Linked DNA regions of Mus musculus: region 2 is linked to region 1. The links are chromatin contacts, called in public HiCAR-type maps. All regions are on one chromosome and are shown on one strand. Each heading gives the region's core, a stretch centred on a gene start, on an enhancer-like site or on the middle of the called end of the contact. The rest is flanking DNA. Distances are from core to core; before and after follow the strand shown.

What was found. HiCAR-type assays count read pairs that join an accessible place to other places.
Region 2: a HiCAR-type map of fibro-adipogenic progenitors shows a contact between it and region 1, with 3 times the contacts expected there. The contact joins the promoter of Gabre here to the enhancer-like site in region 1. A contact is called at or near these places in 5 of 39 promoter capture datasets (the 3T3-L1 cell line, 3T3-L1-derived adipocytes, embryonic stem cells and 1 more), 1 of 484 Hi-C or Micro-C datasets (reprogramming fibroblasts), 1 of 115 datasets of contacts at active chromatin or transcription factors (fibro-adipogenic progenitors) and 1 of 9 other capture datasets (liver).

What each region holds. Positions count from the first base shown.
Region 1 is chrX:72,042,998-72,048,011 of GRCm38.p6, forward strand. No RefSeq gene overlaps it. Among named protein-coding and RNA genes, the nearest start is that of Cnga2, 54 kb to the left of the region's middle. Within about 2 kb of position 1,309, at least 22 of the 459 cell types and tissues checked have an H3K27ac peak or open chromatin away from gene starts, as enhancers often do. A contact at or near this core is called in fibro-adipogenic progenitors, where this site is marked.
Region 2 is chrX:72,270,890-72,276,086 of GRCm38.p6, forward strand. It overlaps Gabre (gamma-aminobutyric acid (GABA) A receptor, subunit epsilon), which reads right to left and starts at 3,832. Exons shown (of 9, transcript NM_017369.2): 1 at 3,757-3,832; 2 at 1-246. The coding sequence starts at 3,812.

The DNA of each region.
Region 1 (5,014 bases), core at 59-2,558:
AGTTCTTATCATACAGGTATTTCACTTGCTTTGTTAGTTAGCCCAAGATATTTTATGTACTTGAGACTACTGTAAAAGTTGCTATTACCCTGGTTTTTCTCAGTCTCCTATCATTTGCATATCTTATATGATGTTTTAAAATTACTACCGATTTTTTCGTTAATCTTGTATCCAACCACTTCAATGAATATATTTATTAGATGTAGGAGTTTCCTGATAGAATTTTGAGGTTGCTTATGTATTCTATCATAGCATCTGAAAATGATACTTTGACTTCTTTTTCAACTTTTTAATTCCCTTGATCTACTTTAGTTGTCGTATTGCTTTAGCTAGAACTTCAGGTACTATATTGGATAGATATGGAGAGAGTGGTCAACCTTGTCTTGTTCCTGATTTTAGTAAAATTGATTTGAGTTTCTCTCCATTTAATGTTATGTTAGCTATAGGCCTACTATAAATTGCCTTTGTAATACTTAGGTATGTTCCTTGTATTCCTGATCTCTTTCACCATGAAGGGGCATTGGATTTTTGTCAAAGGCTTTTGTGCCACCTAATGAGATCATCATGTGTGCTTTTTGGTTTATATGGTGAATAACATTCAACAACCCATGCATCTGCAGGTGAAGCCTGCTTGATCATGGTGGATGATCTTGATGTGTACTTGGATTCAGTTTGCCAGCAATTTATTGAGGATCTTGCATCTTTGTTCATGAGGAAAATTGGTTTGTCATTATCTTTCTTTGAAGAGCCTTTTTGTGGTTTGGATGTCAGGGTGACTATGGTCTCATAAAATGAATTTGTCAATGTTCCTTCTGTTTTTATTTTGTGTTATAATTTGAGGAGTACTGGAATTAGTTCTCATTTAAAAGTGTGGCAGAATTCTGAGCTAAAACCTTTTGACCCTGGAAGTTTTCTCTTTTTTTGGGGGGGGGAGTCTTTAATAACTGCTTCTGTTCCCTTAGGAGTTATAGGTATATTTTAATTGTTTATGTAATCTTGATGTAAAACTTTGGTAAGTAGTATATATCAATTTTGTAGAGTATAGGTTTTTCAAGTATAACCTAACTACTCTTAAGTCTTTCTATGAGAAAAGTAAACTTATACTGACGTAGTGGTGATTAAGCCCGGGCCAGAGGGCCCCTGTAGCTTCCAAATTAGAATCCTCAGACCAGAACCACAACTTCTCTGGCAACACAACACGGGCTGGGCTGGAGTCCAAGGGTGTAGAGGTGTCTGGGTGTGTCCAACTATGAAGAAACAGCTGCATGAATCTCCCAAAGCATTCCAAGGGAAGATAGTATTGAGTGAAATGAGCCATTTTAAGTCAAAGGAATGGAATGTGCCCCATTGATTGCTGAACCTCTGTCTTATTCAGGGTTTCATGGTTGAGAAAGTGGTGCTAGATAAGATGCTGATTGTGCATCTGCTCAAAGCTCAAAGCTTTATATCATGGCCCAGACCACTTCATTTCATTACATTTACTCAGCATATTCTAGCTGCCAGTTCTCATGCTAAGCCCTGGGTGAAAGAGTTCAGCAATGAATCACAGCTGGCTTCAACTGGAGCTTGAGCTTGCAATGCAGTTGAGAGACAGAAGCAATAAGTCTTAATGGGACAACAGCAACAAAGTTTTCACCTTCTTTCATTGTCAGTTCTAGAAACACAAGGATCTGCCCTACTTACAACTGCATTCACAATGCCTAGTGCTCACTTTGTATTTTTTGACTTCCCACAGCCAGACACCCACCAGGGGCCATGTGGAAAGCATGAGGCAGTCCTCCCGTGTCTGCCTGCCCTGAGCACTGGAGCTCTGTTGGGACACGGGTTTTTGCCCACTCCCTTTATTTCTCCACGCCCACTGTCCAAACTCCCCATTCTTCCTGCCACCATTTTGGTTTCAGCCAACACCACCTCTTTCTCATAGGTGTCTCACAGCCTCCTAAAGTGTCTCTTTGTCATATTTTGAGTCATATTTTGGCACAGAATACTGTGGAATCTTACAAATCTTATAACTTATGCAACTTAGAACATTCCAGTCACTTCCCATATCATGATAAATAAATAACAGTCTTTTCAATGGCCCTCAACTCCCCAATAGACTTGTGGCAGCATCTTCTGCATCTCTCTCCATACTCTGCTAGGTTCTGGCTTCACTGATTCCCTTGCTGGTCATCAAACACAGATGTCTCTTCCTGAAAGGCTTTTTCGAATATTGATTGTTTTGGATGAGATCCAACCAATCCATCCTATTTTTGTTTCAGTTCAGACACTACAGATGCAAGAGAGAATTCCCTACGTTAGAATAGGTCACGGTTTCTCTTAAAGGTATTTCTTGAGTCAGAACGTTTAGCTCAGATGCTGGTACCTTTATTGCTTAATAGTTGCCTCTTTCTTTTTTTCTTTTGAATCAATACACTTACAAAATCTTCAAGTTTAAAAACCTTTACCTTGTTTAAAACTGTGATTACAATACGGGAACAGTGTCTGGTACAGAGTAGATATCCAAGAAACAACTGTTAACTGGAACCTTTAATTATATTCTATTTCAAAAACACAGATGCAGTTTCATATTCCAGAGCAAGACCTGAGGAATCTCAGTGTTTTGTTTTGTTTTTTGTTTGTTTGTTTGTTTGTTTTGCTCATTCTCTCCACTTACTGAAGCCCAGAAGAATTTCTTTGGTTCCTAGTGATGCATGTGTGAAATTGCCACACCAAATGTTTCAAGAACAGTTCTTGTTAAAAGTTAAGCAACTGAAGGCAAGTTTGCAAAAACACTGGAGGCTTCAGGGATGGAGTAATGATTAAGAGAACTAGCTGCTCCTCCGAAGAACCTGGCTTCCATTCCCCAGTACACACATGAAGGCTCACAATTGTTTGTAACTCCAGTTCAGGAGGATCAAATGCTTTCTATTGACCTCCATTGGCACTGGAAATGCCTGCATATTTGCATGTGTATGTGCTTCACAAATATATAAGTGGGCAAAGCACTCATCACATACAATGCTAATTTTAAAAATTAAAAAATATATGTCTAGTAGAAAAAGTGTTGGTGCTTCTGGGAGGAATTTGCAAATACAGTTTCAGGTTTTAGGTGTCCAAGTCATGAAACTGCTGCAAAAACAAAAACAAAAACAAAAAACAAAACAACAAAACAAAACAACAAAACAAAACAAAAATAACAACAACAACAACAACAACAGAAATGAGAGAGAGAGGGAGGAAGGGGAGAGGGAGGAAGAGAGGGGGAGAGAAAGAGAGAATATGTGCTAAAGTAATGAAAGAAAAATAAAGACTCACTGGTGTGTTAAGCTGTAGAGACAGGTGAGGCTCAAGAAGCCAGAGACAGATGATGTCAATGAGAAAGGCTCAGAAGAGCTGGGTGTGGCGATGGTGGCGCACGCCTTTAATCCCAGCACTCGGGAGGCAGAGGTAGTGGATTTCTGAGTTTGAGGGCAGCCTGGTCTACAAAGTGAGTTCCAAGACAGCCAGGGCTACACAGAGAAACCCTGTCTCGAGAAAAGAGAGAGAGAGAGAGAACGCTTAAAGAGCAGGGAGGAGGAGCACCTCCAGGCCAAGAAGGAAGAGATCATCAAGACTCTGTCCAAGGAAGAAGAGACCAAGAAATAAAGCTTCCCTCGTGGCTGTACATAGTGGCCGGGCTGTGGCCTTTGTCTGTTGGGAAAAAAAAAAGACTGCTCAGAAGCTTGATAGCTAGTATGCTGGCTTCATCATCTTCTGACAAGGGACTTCTTTTTAGTGAAAGAGGTTATATAAGGTATGGAGATGGAGCTTAAGGAGGTGAGAGTAGGTAGGTAACAAAGCTATGTGGAAAATAAGCTTGTTATCTAGTTAATAAATTTACCAGTAAGAATTTTGTACCCATTCTGTTCTTTGTTTTGTGTCCATTCTGTCAAAATGGCACAAAAAGGCAATGGTAGAGGTGTCTCAGTCTTAGACTGGTGCTCAAGATAGTTAATGGCAGTTGGAGTACCTGCCAAAAGGTTTGCTTACTATATATCTCATGGTCTAGGCTACTGAGAGTATCATGTAGATTTCACCAACAGCACTTGGCTCCAGTCATTGTTTCCCAGACCTCAGTTTGCTTAGGGTCATCACTGAAGCATCAAGGGATGCAGCTCCAAATACAAATAAAGAAGAACTCTGTGAGTTCAAGGCCAGCCTAATCTATATACTAAATTCTAGGCTAGCTGGGGCTACATAGGGAGAACCCATTTCAAGAAAGAAGAAGAATGAAATTATCTCATTTGTAGGAAAATGGATATAAACTTTCCCACTGCTGCCCAAGAGTGAGCCCAACTTCAAATTCCCCACATCTCTTCCAGTGTCTTCCATCTGGTCTATGATTCTCGGCCTGGGTACAATTTGTGTATTGTGTGTCTGATCTGTGTGTTCCTGCTGCCCATGATATGTATCTATGTAATAATGCACACACACACACACACACACATGCATATATATATATATATATATATATATATATATATATGCATGTGTGTGTGTGTATATATATATATATATATATATATATATATATATATATATATGTGATATATATGTGTGTGTATGTGTGTGTGTGTATGTGTGTGTGTAAACCTATGCCTATCCCAAACAAATGGTTTTGCTCTGTATTTATTGAGCAGCATAGGAAATGTAGTATAGGAAAGGAACAAGGAATTCCTTATAGAAATCTCTGAGTTTTACAAGAAAAGCAATTATTTTACTGACACAGAATAACACTCAAAACCACAAACAGATGTTATACCCACATGCTGCTTCCAACATTATTGGATGTTTGTTTTATAAGGTTGCTTTAAACCTCTTGACTGCTTTTAGCAAATTATTAGCACAACACCCACACATGACCACAGATACACATATACATGGAGAGACACAGCCACAGACATAGACCACGCAGACACACACATACACACTCACTAGTCTGGGTCAGGGTCAAAAAATAGTATATAGTTTAAGATTAAAGCTGTGCATTTAG
Region 2 (5,197 bases), core at 2,582-5,081, 230 kb after region 1:
TCCGGCTGAGGCTGGGGCTCAGGCATCGGCTGAGGCTGAGGCATCGGCTGGGGCTGGGAACTAAAGACTACATCATCATGGCCAGGGGATTCAGCCTGGGGCTGGGGCTGAGGGCCGAAGACTACAGTATCTCCAGCAGGAGATTCAGGCGGAGTTAGAGGCTGTGGCACAGGCTGAGGCTGAGGGCCAAAGACTACCTTATCTTGGGCAGGGGGTTTATTCTCCAGATTAACATGAGGTCCAACCCTAGAATATAAAAGCAAAAAATTAAGCTCTAACCTTCAATCATTAAGGGTTAGGGTTGATGCCTTTTGGGGTAGAAGAAAAACAAAATATTTACACCACAAGCCTTAATTAGTGAGGGGGGGTCATAGTAAACGAGGAGGCACTAACTGATAAAATTTGATAATTCCTTTTAAATTTTATTGCTCTTTGGAGACTTTATATGCAATTCTTTCATAATTCTTTATTTTAAGATGGTCAATAACAAATGACTAAATTTTCAAAGGCTGTTTCATGTGAAAGCAAGTAGCTGTGCATGGTTTCGTGAACTCTGGCCAATCAGATGCTGTTACTAACCTTAGCCTCACATATGCCTGAGCCACGGCACCTGAGAGGAAGGGTCAGGCCAAAGCCCAGGACTGCTGAGGAATGCTTGGAAGTATATAGGACTGAAAAATTCTGGGATGGTTTTATAATATAATCAAGGTTATGACATAGAGGAAGACAGACTACAGAGCAGCACTTTGTGGCTTCCTTCAACAAGGAAATGGCTAGCCAATGGGAGACCATCTTGGGTACCAGGACCAATAATGAAAACAGCAATACTACTACTACTACTACTAATAATAATAATAACAATAACAATAATAATTAATACACACTTTAGAAATCCATCTGCAAATATATGGAATTCCTTGACAGCCCTAGGGTATGAGCAGCGGTGATGAAAGGTGTCACTGTGGTCATTTTCTGACATATCAGTTGTATGCTTATTATTTGAGCACTTTTCTGTATATGGGTTCTAATTCAGTAAAAAGGCATTATAACATAATCATACATACCCATAATATATGAATCACAGTCAGGTTCTGATTTTTACAATAAAATTAGAAAACCATATCATAGAGATACCGTGGAACTAGAGCATAAACAAATAATTCTTAACTATTTTTACTGGTGAAGCCCTTAACGACTATAATATTTATATACAAAATAATATGATGTCTGACATTTATTTAAAAAAACTAAGTTGAAAGAATGGTATGTAGGGGGCAGAGAAAACAAGTCACACTTTATTAATATTCAGGCTGATGGTGGCTATATGGATATTCAGTTTGCTACATATACTTGAAAAAATACAATTAAAAGCGTTGGAAAAAACTTTCAGCACTAATTAACGTTTGATGTTGAAAGGCAAGAGAGTGGTTTCCTCTAGGAGGATTTTAAGTTTGGTGACACTTGGGGGTGGGGCAATTATTTCCTTATCATCTCGGTCCTGGTTACCTGATCATGTTTACTTTATGAAAATTCACTGAGCTGTTGTTCATTTATGATTGCTATACCTTCATATTTGTGTATTACACTTTTAAAATGGTACTTTAAAGCCACCAGGCAACTTAATCCCTAAAATAAGAGCAGCAGCCTAAGGTGAGCAGGTTCCTGTGGTGCAGACCAGGGGACTGGCAATTGGGCATCAAATTGTTGGGGTTTTTTCTTGTTGTTTTGTTTTTGTTTTTCTGCAGTGTTCTGAGCTTTTAGAATAGTATAATTGCCATATAGATAGGCTAAGCTGTTGCCATTTCTCATTTCTGAAATGGCTAATTCCCATACTGGGCTAAGCAAAGACTAGGATTGGGAAAAGCATTTCTATCTTCAAATGTCATATTTAGATGATGTGTTCTTTCCTAAGGTTTTTCAGATCTCCTAGGCATCTAGAGGCTAATCCCCCAGGCCAACACCCCAAGGGACCAGAGATCCTCTACTAGGCCTACAAGGAAAAGGATCTGGGGGGAGTGGAGGTTGCTTTGATTCTTAGATTTGATTTTGCTAGTGTAAACAAACAAATAGCCACACCCTGAGACCTTTGGGGTTAAGAAGCTCCTGGATATACATACACATCATCAAAAAGCCACCAAGCTCTTTTTCAAGGCTAGATTTTCCAGGGAAGCTTTTCAGACACCCACAGTCTTCCAGATGTGATAATTCTGGATGAGACTGAAGCTCTGCACTACCACCTTCCAAATCTAGCTAAAGAGGGAAGCAAAAGAACTTGAGGAAGACCCTGGCTTTCTTTCTCAATATGCTGGCCTTTAAAATTTATTGATGGACAAACAATATGAGCCCATATGAGGAAAGGGCTATGCTCAAAATCATACACCTGATTTGAAGCTGAGCATGAACCAAATTGAAGTTTGGCCCAACACACTCCACTGCCGCCTCCCCTTTCCTGACATCACAGGTTGCCATGCTGACAGTGTGAGCACGTCAGTTTCATGCCCCCCCCCCCCACTCTGGCCGGATGGGCTGTTTTTCCCTCTTATAGCCCTCCCTTCTTCTTCACGCCCCCTCCTTTATCCTCGGCCATCTTTTGTCCCAGAAAAAAATACCATCTAAATGGACATGAATAGCAAGAAATTCTTAGTACACATTTAGAAACATTTACCAAGACCCTTCTGAGGCCAGCCTCACCTTAGGGTACCAGAAAGCCACCGGGTATCCACATCCTCCCTGAGAAGCTATGTAACCTGGGTTGAGAAGACACATTGCCCCTTCTCAAAACAAACAAATGAAAAGACACAAGCCCAATGCCATGGAGACTTCTAGAAACCTCGACAGATCAGGAAGCTTAAAAACTTGTGACAGCTCACACCCCACAAGAAACAGCTTCCAATTAAAACACAGGCACAAAACAACCATCTTCCACCCTAAATGCCAAGAAGTCCTAGGGACACCCTTTATACAAAGGCCCGGGCTCAGGGGTTTTAGGGAGGGAGGCTGGCTACTCAAGAGAAATCAGAAAAAAAGGGAGGGGGCTAGAAATCCAGGCCACAAACCACAGACCTCAGAAAAGAAAAACATTCCTGGCCTCTGATTCAGGTCTGTCCCTAAGACCAAGCAGGGTGCTTTGGGGTGAGAAGGGGAAGGGGAGGTAGGTGGGGTGGGAGCCCTTAGATAACTAAGGCTCAGGTTCCTGACTGAGACTGGAAGGAAAACGAGCAACGGGATGGGAAGCAAGTAAAGTCAGAGTTGCCTGGCATCGTGCCTGGTACTAGCAGGCGCTCCGAATAAGAAAAAAAAAATGTGAGCAAGAGTGAATCGATTAGAAACACTAAAACATTTCGAGGCACTTCAGCTCCCCCCACCCCCAGCCCAGAAGCCACCTTCCCAAAGTCCCCAGCACAACCCCCTGAGTTGTAAGCGCCTAGCTCCAGCGGTTTCTGCGCGCCCTTTCCCCTCTTCCTGCGTCAGTCTACTATAGGGAACCAGGTGCTCTTGCTTCCTGGCCGACCGCTCCAGGGCTTTGAGGGCCAGCCGGAGTCCACGACGCCAATGGACCGAACATGGTCCCACCTGACTTGCCCGGGCTCCCTGTCTTCAGCCCCCGGACGCCCGTCCTACAGGGGGGCCCACAGGAGGGTAGCATGCGTCGAAGGGACAAGGGACCAGGCTGGCCTGGTTGGTCACAAGGGACCCTGGGGGTCCCGGAAGCCTGCTGGGCACAGAAGGCTCCCCGGTCCCGGGATGGAGACTCACCTCCACTGAAGGGCCAGGAACATGTTGAGAAGCATCAGGAGAACTTTAGGCAACATCTCGGCGGTGCCTGGCACGACCACCTGTGTAGAGGTCGCAGCGCAGGTCTGGCTGTTCGGAGCGAGGTGGAGGGTTTTGTTGGGCTCCAACTTTCACTCCTCCCACTCGCCCCGCCCCAGTCGCGCTCCGCACCTTGGCCCCGCCCCCTGAGCCCCGATGGAAATCTCCGACGACGTGATCGCTGCGGCAGCGAGGAGCGAGGCTAGGGAGGGCGGGCAGGGGGTGGAGATGAGGGAGCCCTGTCGCCAAGGCCCCCAGCCGCCAGCACTGCGGCGCTGCCAGACAGCCAGGGCGGGTGGGGGGGGGTGGGGGGTGGCGGGAGGAGTAAGGAGGAGGCGAGCCTGCAGCGTGAGGCCCAGGGCTTGGGGAAAAACCGCTGTAGCGGTTGTGGCCTGGGGAGCCTCCACTGGCAGGGAGAAGACATGCGCGTGGGCATTGCGGGTACTTTGCTGCGACCCCTTCCAGACCCCTTGATGAGCTTTGAGGTCCTTGTGTTCTTCCTTACAACCTGTTGAGCCCCATCAATCTCCACATCTTCCCTTAGCCTCACTGATTTTTTCCTGGTCTCACTCCACACCCTCCAGCCCTTCAGAACACATCTAAGGAAGCTAGACAAACTCAGTACCACCCTTGGTGCAGGAAACAAGAGATCCTTAAGGGTTTTCCCTAGTAACCTCTGGTCTGAACCATTGTACAGGCCAATTCCATGGGACTAGGGAACAGTCACTAGCAAAGGATCAGATAAAGGCATTCACTGGAAGACAATCCCACAGGGACACTGACTCAACATTCTTTCCTGTTCAGCCTTGGGGCCTGGGTGTCAGAAGAGGCTTTCGAAAATGTCTCTCCACAATAGGCCAGGCAATTTTTTTTCTTAGAGAATATTCCAGAGAATAGCAGAAGAAGAAATGAGAAAGCCTGTTAGGGGGAGGGTAGCATACCAAGAATCTCCAGCATCCTTGGAAATACATTTATTTATTTATTTATTTATTTATTTATTTATTTATTTATTTTGCATAGAGCCTTCTAATTGACTTCAGATATTTGCACGACAAGCTCTCATTGAGCACTAGCAATAGCCTCCTTTACCTGTTGCTCTAGAAAGCACTGTGGGCCTGAAGGCTCTGTGGAGAGGTTTTGTTGGAGCTCACTAATCTAATAAGCTCTCTGCAGCAGCACCCTCTCTATTGCATCCCTCTGATTTGTCACGTTCAGAGCGCTGCTCTCTGTGTACTTTCGCAGGCATTGCTTTTTGAGCTTGTTTATAGTGAGCAGGTCTTTATCAATGAAGTAAGCTTGGTTCTCTCTCTCTCTCTCTCTCTCTCTCTCTCTCTCTCTCATGCACACACACACACACACACACACACACACACACACACACACA